Regions from separate parts of the Sus scrofa genome. Here region 2 is linked to region 1. A link is a contact called in public HiChIP or PLAC-seq data. All regions are on one chromosome and are shown on one strand. The core of a region is the stretch at or near the end of the contact, and the rest is flanking DNA. Distances in the headings are between cores, read along the strand shown. Region 1 has its middle 70 kb from the start of TRNAD-GUC. Region 2 has its middle 64 kb from the start of TRNAD-GUC.

Region 1 (5,110 bases), core at 2,347-4,846:
TCTTTTTGATCCATGGTTGTGTTAGTCATGATTTCGGTGTCCTGTGGGAGGAGGTGAGCTCAAGGTCCTTCTAGTCCGCTGTCTTGTTTTGTCCTCCCAAAACCTCCCGGGAAGGGATGCCATTCCCAGGAACCACATTGATAGAGGGCAAGTAACTTGACACCTATGTTGACCCAAACAAAGCAAAGCCAGTATCTCTTCAGTTTCCAGACTGTGTGCATCTGTCAAGCGATAACTGCAAAGCCGGTTTTTTCTGCTCTCAGCTTGTAGGCCAGTTTCCAGATGCTGAAACCCGGGGTCGCTGAAAGGGGAAAGCAAAGTACTTCAATGCAAAAAAAAAAAAAAAAAAAAAAAAAATGAACGGCAACATCACGCTTGTGCAACTCAGCTCGCATAAAATATGAATGTAGCTGAGGTTAGCGAGTCTCCAGAGGAATCTGGAGGGGTGAGCTTACCACAGAAAAATGCAGGCTCCAGCTTGAAATGCCTATAAAACTAACCGAAACCAAAAAAAGTACTTTTTTTTTTTAAACATACCAGGAAGAGTCACCATCAGACAATTGATGTCCATCAAAACTCACACTGGCTGTGATGCTTTCCTGACAGCTGCTACAGAAGGGTTGTCACCTTATTTCTTTGCTGACAAATCAAACAGGGGAGGGAGGGAATTAACACGTCAAAAAGAAGCGATGAGATTTTAGCAGGAGAAAAACATGCCGGCAGTGGTCATTCAAGGAACTTAACTACGAGCATTGACCATGTTTTGGTGCCGTTGTTGTTTTAGTTGCTTCAATCAGAGTTTTCAGGGAGGAGCTCCCATTGTGACTCAACGGGTTAAGAACCTGACTAGCATCCATGAGGATGCTGGTTTGATCCCTGGCCTCACTCAGCAGATTAAAGGGTCTGGCTTTCCTGAGGGCTGAGGTGTAGGTCACAGATGTGAATCAGATCCTGCGTTGCTGTGGCTGTGGTGTAGGCCGGAAGCTGCAGCTCTGACTCGACCCCTAGTCTGGGAACTTCCATATGCCACTGGTGTGGCCATTAAAAAAAGTAATTAATTAATTTAAAAAAAAGATTTGGGGGCATTCCCATCATGGCTCAGTGGTTAACGAATCCAACTAGGAACCATGAGGTTGTGGGTTCGATCCCTGGCCTTGCTCAGTGGGTTAAGGAGCAGACATGGTGTGGCTGTGGTGTAGGCAGGCAGTTGCAGCTCTAATTTGACCCCTTGTCTGGGTGGGAACTTCCATATGCTATGGGTGAGGCCCTAAAAAGAAGAAAATAAAAAATCATAGTTTCTCATGCATGAATTAAAAAAGCAGATGACTGATTGAAACTCATGTTCCAATATATTTTTTTTTCATTTTTAGGGCCACACCCACAGCATATGGGAGTTCCCAGGCTAGGGGCTGAGTCAGAGCTATAGCTCCACAGCTCACGGCAACACCAGATCCTTAACCCACTAAGCGAGGCCAGGGATCAAACCCTTGTCCTCATGGATACTAGTTGGATTTGTGGCTGTGGAGCCATTAGAGGAACTCCCTGTTCCAATAGACTGTTAGCCAGAGGTGCAGATGAGAGGCAAAGCTACTTGGCCAATTTTTCTCTGGAATAGACTAAGCCAGGTCTTCCACGTGACCAAGCAAGGGACAAGTGTGTGAGCCAATCGAATATAGGAGCCAAGCAAGGCTTTGTTTCAGCGAGGCCCCAATCTCCTTACAGGAGAAAGAAATTAGAATGAAATTAGGACCAAGCTGTCTAACTCATACTATGTAAAGACAAAGTTAACTACGAAACAGTCACCAAAGAGTAGAGAGCCAGAGTACCCAAAGAAGCATTCCCCATAGAGTCTGTAAGCTTTCTCTTCTTTTTTTTTTTTTTTTTTTCTGGTCTTTTTGCCATTTCTTGGGCCACTCCTGTGGCATATGGAGGTTCCCAGGCTAGGGGTCCAATTGGAGCTATAGCCACCGGCCTACAGCACAGCCACAGCAAAGCAGGGATCCAAGCCGTGTCTGCGACCTACCACAACACTGGATCCCCAATCCACTGAGTGAGGCCAGGGATTGAACCCACAACCTCAAGGTTCCTAGTTGGATTCGTTAACCACTGAGCCATGCCAGGAACTCCAGGCTTTCTCTTCTTTACTACAATGCCCCACTGCATAGCCCTTCAGCTAGAAACACCAAGGCTGCTGTTAGTCATTTAAGCAAAAGGAATCCACAACTAATGGAGAATATTCAGTGTTTTATAGGACACTGGCTAGCAGTCCCATTATGGTTTTCTTTGGCCATGGCATGCGATGGCTTGATGTGAGATCTCAGTTCCCAGACCAGGGGTTGAACCTGGGCCGCAGTGGTGAAAGCACCAATTCCTAACCACTAGACCACCAGGAAACTCCCCATCACTCACCTTTAACTCCATTTTGCCAAACAGATCATCAACCTCTTTTTTTTTTTTTCTTTTCTAGGGCCACATGTGAAGCATATGGAAGTTGCCAGGTTAAGGGTTGAATGTGAGCTGCAGCTGACGGCCTACACCACAGCCACAACAATGCCCATGCCAAGCCATGTCTGTGACCTACACTGCAGCTCACGGCAACGCCAGATCCTTAACCCACTGAGCAAGACCATGGATCGAACTCACATCCTCATGGATACCAGTCCTATTCTTAACCGACTGAGCCACAATGGAAACTCTGCAGATGATCAGCCTCAGTGTGAGTAGTTCTATTCTAGAATCATCAGTTTCCAGAGCTCTGTTGGATAACTGGGGCTGGGTAAGGATCATTGGCTGAACATTTCTAGAACCTACTTGATTTCATGATTCTTGATGATGGCCAGGAAGGAAGAAGGAAGGAGGAGAAGAGAAGTGAGCATTTGAACCTTCGGGGAGTTCCAGAATTTTGAGAGACAATAGCTGGTCATTGTAAGGGGGGAAAAAAAAAAGTGTTTTCAAATGCTTAAAATAGTTATCAAGGCCCATGGGAAACTTAGAGATGCTCTTGACCTACCTTTGGAAAATCTCCACGATGACCCTCACCCCAATTTCTCAGACGCTAGAAGCATCTCTGCTGCCCATGCCAACTGATGCGTCTGCAGTTTACAAGAGAAGATCCAGGTTGGCTACTGTCATTGATTTATGTGGAGCGGGGAGCAGTACTGTGGCATGTTCTTTCATCTAAAGCAAGGAAATGAACAAGAATGTGTAGTTTCCACTAACCAGGAATCTTATTTTATTTTATTTAGGGCCACACCCACGGCATATGGAGGTTCCCAGGCTAGGGATTCAATCAGAGCTGTAGCCGCAGGCCTACACCACAGCCACAGCCACACCAGATCTGAGCCATGTTTGAGATCTACCCCACAGCTCACGGCAGCCCCGGATCCTTAACCCTCTGAGCGAGGCCAGGGACGAACCTGCGTCCTCAAGGATGCTAGCCAGATTCATTTCTGCTGCGCCACGATGGGACCTCCCTAACCAGGAATTTTCATTGCCCTCCTTTCCTGACTCATAAAGGAGGTCAGAAGGAGGACGCTTCCTTGCCGCATCGTCTAGTTACCCCAGCCGGATGCCCCAACCTCCTTGCTTCTCCGACAACCAGGCTCCATGGGGTAAAATCAACAAGAGGCTGGGGACCATGGGAGTCTTTGTTCCCAAAGGGCCACAGTTATAGCCTTTTGCAGGGCATTTTACATGTCTCCTCTCTGGGAGGATTTTTCACCACTCAAGGCTTTCGATCTGTTTGAACGAGAAATTGTTTTACACTCCTGAATAACACATTCCTGTCCCACTATTTCTACATAACTTCCAGGATATGAAAACCACCCCATGGCTCCCAACATGGCTGTTTTCTTTCCTCCCATAAACAAACTCAGCAGTAAGCACGCCAGTGTGGTCACTCCAGAGCTGTGTATTGCTCAAGCTTTGTCCTTCAGTCCTTTGTTCTGCCAGACACTGATTATGACATTTCACCCCATGTCTGGAGAGCAGGAAGACTCTCTTCTGTGGCCTCTTGCCTGCAGCCATGTCCTTTGTCAGCCAGAAATAAATGATGTCAGCATCATGGATCCAGGCTCGGTCTATGAGAGGTTCGATCACAGCCCCAACATATCAGGTCCTAAGCCCTGGAACCAGGAAGCGTCACCTTACAGGAAAAAGGGTCTTTGCAGATGTGATTAAATTAGTAATCACAACATGGGGAGATTATTCTGGATTATCAAATGCAGGCATATGTATCTTTTTTTGGTGGGGAGATTATTCTGGATTATCAAATGCAAGTATATGTATCTCTTTTTTTGGTTGTCTTTTTAGGGCCACACCTGCAGCATATGGAAGTTCCCAGGCTAGGGGTCTAACTGGAGCTGCTGCTGCTGGTCTACATCAGAGCCACAGCAATGCCAGATCTGAGCCATGTCTTCAACCTATACCACAGCTCACAGTGATGCCAGATCCTTAACCCACTGAGTAGGGGGAGGGCTTAACCTGGGTCCTCATGGGTATGAGTCAGATTATTGGCCCTGAGCCATGATGGGAAGTCTGCACATGTATCCTTATAAAAGCAAGACTGGAGGGGCATTTGACCTAGACAGAAAGGGACACGGCAAGGAGACCATGGAGGCAGACCGGGGGGGGGGGGGGGATGCGGCCACAAGGTAAGGAATCCTGGTGGCCACCAACGGCTGGAAAAGGCAAGGAACATACTCACCCCCAGAACCCCTGGAGAGGGCAGAACCCTGCTGATGCTGACACCCTGGTTTCAGCTCAATGACGCTGATTTCAGACGGCTGCCATCCAGAACTGTGAGAGAATGAATTTCTGTTTGGGGTGGTTTGTGTGTTTGTCTTTTGGGGGCTGCACCTGCGGCATTTGGAAGTTCCCAGGCTAGGGGTCAATCAGATCTTCAGCTGTCAGCCACACCACAGCCACAGCAATGCCCGATCCGAGCTGCATCTTCGACCTACATCACAGCTCACAGCAATGCCGGATCCTTAACCCACTGAGCAAGGCCAGGGGTGGAACCCACATCCTCACGGATACTAGCTGGATTCGTTAATGTCGAGCCATAATAGAAACTCTGAATTTCTGTTTTAAGCCATCTGTGTTGTTCAAG
Region 2 (4,985 bases), core at 222-2,721, 140 kb before region 1:
GGCCAGCAGCTACAGCTCCAATGCGACCCCTAGCCTGGGAACTTCCACATGCCCCGAGTGCAGCCCTAAAAAGGAAAAAAAGAAAAAAAAGAAAAAAAAGAAAAGTGTCTTATGAGAGATCAAGCAGGCAGGCAAGGAGGCTCAGCTCTCAGGATCCAGTGGGCTACAGTTTTATCATCCCAGGGGACTAGGGGTCAGAAAAGACCACCTCTCCCGTAAGGTGTGTATTCAAATCCACAGAAGGTGGTCCTCAAACTCCTGCCCTTAGACTGAATCTGAATGCAGGTCTCATCCCATCCACACCCAACCTCTCCCCAGGTGCCTCCCCTAGTCAAGCAAGCCTGCCTTATTCTGATGGCTTTCTTGAGCAATTTCCCTCTCTATCCATGATCCTTTCCTGGGACTTCTACAACTACCTGTGCCTACTCCATCCCTATCACCCCCACCCTGCACAATATTAGGGAATTAATTGACAGTCACATCACCCAGGATCTCAATCTCAATTCTCCCACCATCTGGACTTTGGTAAAATGGGAGTTGGGAGTGGGGGGTGGGGGGGATGTCTTGGGACATCACTCCCCCTGAATCACCCCAGGATTTGTGGGGCAAACTACTAGAAGAAACCAAACCAAGCCATCTCCTTCCTGCTCTAATGCAGACCTGGGCTCATGGGCAGATTCAAAGGCAAAATGTCTTTACTTCCCCTGAAACCTAAAAACCCACCTAAAGGTGGTTTAGTATTGATCATTCCCTCCCCTGGCTGAGAATGGCCTCATGGACTCAGCCCATCGAAGGGGTTTGGAGGAGTGGGGAAAGGCAACTGGGGAATTTTTGCTGGAGATCAGAGCGATTTTCCAAAACGACTAGGGCAGGAGGTCCAGTCTGACGCAGTCCTTTCACACGTGCTGCCTGCAGCCTGCGAATACAATCCCGGCCCTGTTCCCCGGCCCCAGGGCCATGGGAGAGTCATGAAGTCATCACAGCTGTGAGTGCGGGGCCCAGGGAGCCCCCAACGTGCTGGCCCGCATCCCATCCCCCGCAGGCCGGAAATGTGCACCGGCTACAGCTCAGACACCCGCGGGGGACACGCGGCCAGTCCAGCGCAAACAACCTGATATTGACCAGGCAGCCGGGAGACACAGACGCACACCCAGCGCGGGGACCGGCGCTGTCTGGGCACCAGCATCGCACCCCCTGGCCTCCCGGGACCAAGTGCCCAGATTTAAGTCATTTCACACTTGGAACGCGTTGCTCGAGGATGGCCTCCAGCCTGCCGCCTGGGTGTCAAGCACAGTTTCACTTAATATTGGAAAAGAGAGGTGGGGCCGGGGGTGTAGAACTGGGGCCTCACCACCGCCATTTGGGGGAGGCCGCCTTCATCTGAGGCGGGCCGCCAGGCCTCCTGCTCTGTCCCTGCCAGTGGAAAAAGCTACGTAAGTGCCAAGTCACAGGAGAGCGAGCCACTGCCCAGGGCTTTACAATCTGTTTCATGAGCCATTTCTCCCGGCCCGCCTGGCAGGAGAAGGTCTGCCTTAGGGCCGCAGCAGATGTGAACATGAGCGCCCGGGGCCTGCCTTCCCGCAGAGCACCGAGGCCTCCGAAGCAAGCAGGTGGCAGCCCGGGAAAATTCTGGGAGGGCCGGGGAGTTAGCCTCCCCTTTGATCTCGGCTTCGGCGGTCCTATGCGGTGGTTTGGGGACCGTTTTACACTGAGACCCCTTGCCCGATGCCAGAGCAGGATCTGTCTCTGCCTTATGTCCAGAAATGGTGGGGTTGGGCGGAGCAGAAAAAGGCTTCACAATCTAAGTTGCCCAAAAGGTCCTTTGTCCTGGGGAGAGGTGAACTGAGGGAAAGCAGGGATTGCGGCTGGAGTACCTAGAAGAAAAGTTGCCAGGAAGCCTGACCAGCAGAGATGGGGCTGGAAGTCAGGAATTCAGCATTTCTTTTCTTTTCTTTATTTTTAGAGCCGCACCCATGGCATATGGAGGTTCCCAGGCTAGGGGTTGAGTCAGAGCTACAGCTGCTGGCCTACACCACAGCCACAGCAACCCCAGATCCCAATCGCATCTGCGGCCTACACCACAGCTCAGGCAACGCCAGATCCTTAACCCACTGAGCGAGACCAGGGATCGAACCGGCAATCTCATGGTTTCTAGTTGGATTCGTTTCCGCTGCGCCACGATGAGAACTCTGAGAGAAAGTTCTTGAAAGTGGCCACCACACACCCCTCTCCAGGGCCTTTGTTCTCTCTTATCTGAAGAATCTGCACCAATGAGTGCTTGCTTAAATTTTTTTTTTTAAATAGTAAGAAACATGGTATGGATGTCCCCAAAGGGGGGTTTTTGACGAAGAATTGAGAAAACACGACACAGACATAGTTTTGAGGTGGAATGCAAAGCAATAGACATCATTTAGCCTCATAGTATATATATAATTGGTGTTTGAAAAATTGTAAATACTCATTATTAAAAAAAAACCACTCAAGGAGTTTCATCATGGCTCTGAAGAACCAGACACAGCATCCGTGAGGATGCAGGTTCACTCAGTGGGTTAAGGCTCTGGCGTTGCCATAAGCTGCAGGGTAGATCACAGATGCAGCTTGGATCTGGCGTTGCTGCAGCTGTGGTGTAGGCCTCAACTGCGGCTCCAATTCAACCCCTAGCCCAGAAACTTCCAATTCCACAGGGATGCCCTCCCCCCCAAAAAAAAAAATTACTCAGCTCTATATGCAATAAGTCAGCTCTCTGGATATATATTGGCTATAATCTGACTGTTCACGTAGTCTATCACCCAAACATAAAGCTATGGGCACCAAGCCGGCCCTCTAGAATGCCAGTCCCCCTGGCTGCAACTGAGCTCACCAGAGATTGTGTCTGCTGGTGGATATGCTGCTGACAGTTGCTAGGAACAGACCCACGGAAGGTGGGAATGAGAAGCCAAAAGTGGGGGATGGGGCTGCCTCTTCAGGAATTCTGCTTTGTGGCTCAGACCCCGTGAAACACACTGCCTCTCACTCTTCTGAGTGACAAAGCCCCCAGGTCAACAGGGACCAAAGGGGACTAAGTGGACTTCACAGAAGAGGGAGCCCACCTCCAGAGACCTTGCTTTCCGACACCCAATCCTACCTTAAGAACAAGAGAGTGTCACCCTCCACCCGAATTACATTATGGAGATTATGACACAGAAATTTCCTTGAATTCCTGAAATTTACTTAAAAATCTAAGAAGAGGAGTTCCTGTTGTGGCTCAGTGGTTAATGAATCCGACTAGGAACCATGAGATTGCAGGTTCGATCCCTGGCCTTGCTCAGTGAGTTAAGGATCCGGCGTTGCCGTGAGCTGTGGTGTAGGTTGCAGACGCGGCTTGGATCCCACGTTGCTGTGGCTGTGGTGTAGGCCGGCAGCTATAGCTCCGATTAGACCCTTAGCCTGGGAACCTCCATATGCCGTGGGAGTGGCCCAGAAAAGGCAAAATAAAACAAACAAACAAACAAAAACTAAGAACAGGCAAGAGTGGGCCTTATTATTCAGAACTATATGCTCACAATGATCAACAATCCCAGGCATGCTTAGACACTCATTTTTTAAATTTATTTTTCTTTATTTTTGCTATTTTAGGGCTGCACCTGCAGCTTATGCAAGTTCCCAGGCTAGAGGTTGAATCAGAGCTACAGCTGCTGGCCTACACCACAGCCACAGCAACGCCAGATCTGAGCTGCATCTTCAAACTATGCCACAGCTCATGGCAACACGGATCCTTCACCCAGTGAGCGAGGCCAGGAATTGAACCTGAATCCTTTTGGATCCTAGTCCAGTTTGTTAACCACTGGGCCACAAAGGGAACTCCTTTAATTTTTTAATTATAGTTGATTTACCATATTCTATCAATTTCTGCTGTACAGGAGATGCTTATTCTTGCACCAAACAATTTTGCAGTGGCCATGACACCACGTGGGCCTCAAGACAAATCTATAGCACAAGATATCACATGCTGTCTTTCCAATGACACCATGAGTTCCTTGAAGAGAGAGAATAGATTCAAAACTGTACCTATTTTCCTTTGGTCTGAGACTATGTCCCCTGGGGTAGCAGCACAAACACTAGTTCCCTTCACATGCCTGAAAAATATTGACAAACCTAGCTTCTACTGTGCTCCTAGATTCTAGACAAGTAAAATGCTTCCAGGAGTTCCCACCATGGCTCAGCGGAAACAAATCTGACTAATATTCAAAGGACGCAGTTTCAGTCCCTGGCCTGGTTCAGTGGGTTAAGGATCCAGACTTGCCATGAACTGTGGCACAGATGTGGCTTGGATTGCACATTGCTGTGGCTGTGGTGTAGGCCAGCAGCTGCAGCCTCAATTCAACCACTAGCCTGGGAACCTCCATATGCTGTGGGTGCGGCCTTAAAAAAGAAGACAAAAAAAAAAAAATGCTTCCTGTGAATTCCGTGGAGCTGGGGTGAATCAGGGTATGGAAGGAGGCCAGGAAGAGAGATACAGGCAGAAAAGAGACAGGAGTGTGTCAGGTCCGTGAATCCTGCCCTCGGAGGCCTGTATCCATCGGAAAGTAGCCTTGGAGTTGGCACTTTTGCTGAGCGGGATTCAGAATTGGTAAAGAAGCAGCTCAACCCCAGGAGTCACATGCAGTGCCCAGCACCAACGCATACCTTCAGAGATACACCAAGCAGAATGCATACTTCCTATTGTTGCTGAAATTTGGCCTCTGTCTGCTGGTGCTGAATTGAAACACAGAGACAGAGTTTGGGGTTAGAGGAGGAAAAATATAGCTTTATTGCTTTGCCAGGCAAAGAGGGGCCACAGCAGGCTAATTCCTTTCCTTAAAGACTGTGTCCCATCCTTCCCCCCATTGGAAAGAATTGCAAGGCGTTTTATGGTAAAAAGGAGAAAAACAGGTTTTCAGATAGGAATCAGGACTGGGACAAACACGCATTCTTCTTTCTTTGGGGGAACCTTAGCCATCAAGGCT

What was found. HiChIP or PLAC-seq counts read pairs in DNA pulled down with a chosen protein or histone mark.
Region 2: a contact with region 1 is called in an H3K27ac HiChIP or PLAC-seq map of skeletal muscle, with 3 times the contacts expected there. The contact joins two enhancer-like sites. A contact is called at or near these places in 1 of 47 Hi-C or Micro-C datasets (heart right ventricle) and 1 of 2 datasets of contacts at active chromatin or transcription factors (skeletal muscle).

What each region holds. Positions count from the first base shown.
Region 1 is chr10:28,152,012-28,157,121 of Sscrofa11.1, reverse strand. No RefSeq gene overlaps it. Among named protein-coding and RNA genes, the nearest start is that of TRNAD-GUC, 70 kb to the left of the region's middle. Within about 2 kb of position 3,596, at least 14 of the 83 cell types and tissues checked have an H3K27ac peak or open chromatin away from gene starts, as enhancers often do. A contact at or near this core is called in skeletal muscle, where this site is marked.
Region 2 is chr10:28,286,392-28,291,376 of Sscrofa11.1, reverse strand. No RefSeq gene overlaps it. Among named protein-coding and RNA genes, the nearest start is that of TRNAD-GUC, 64 kb to the right of the region's middle. Within about 2 kb of position 1,471, at least 15 of the 83 cell types and tissues checked have an H3K27ac peak or open chromatin away from gene starts, as enhancers often do. A contact at or near this core is called in skeletal muscle, where this site is marked.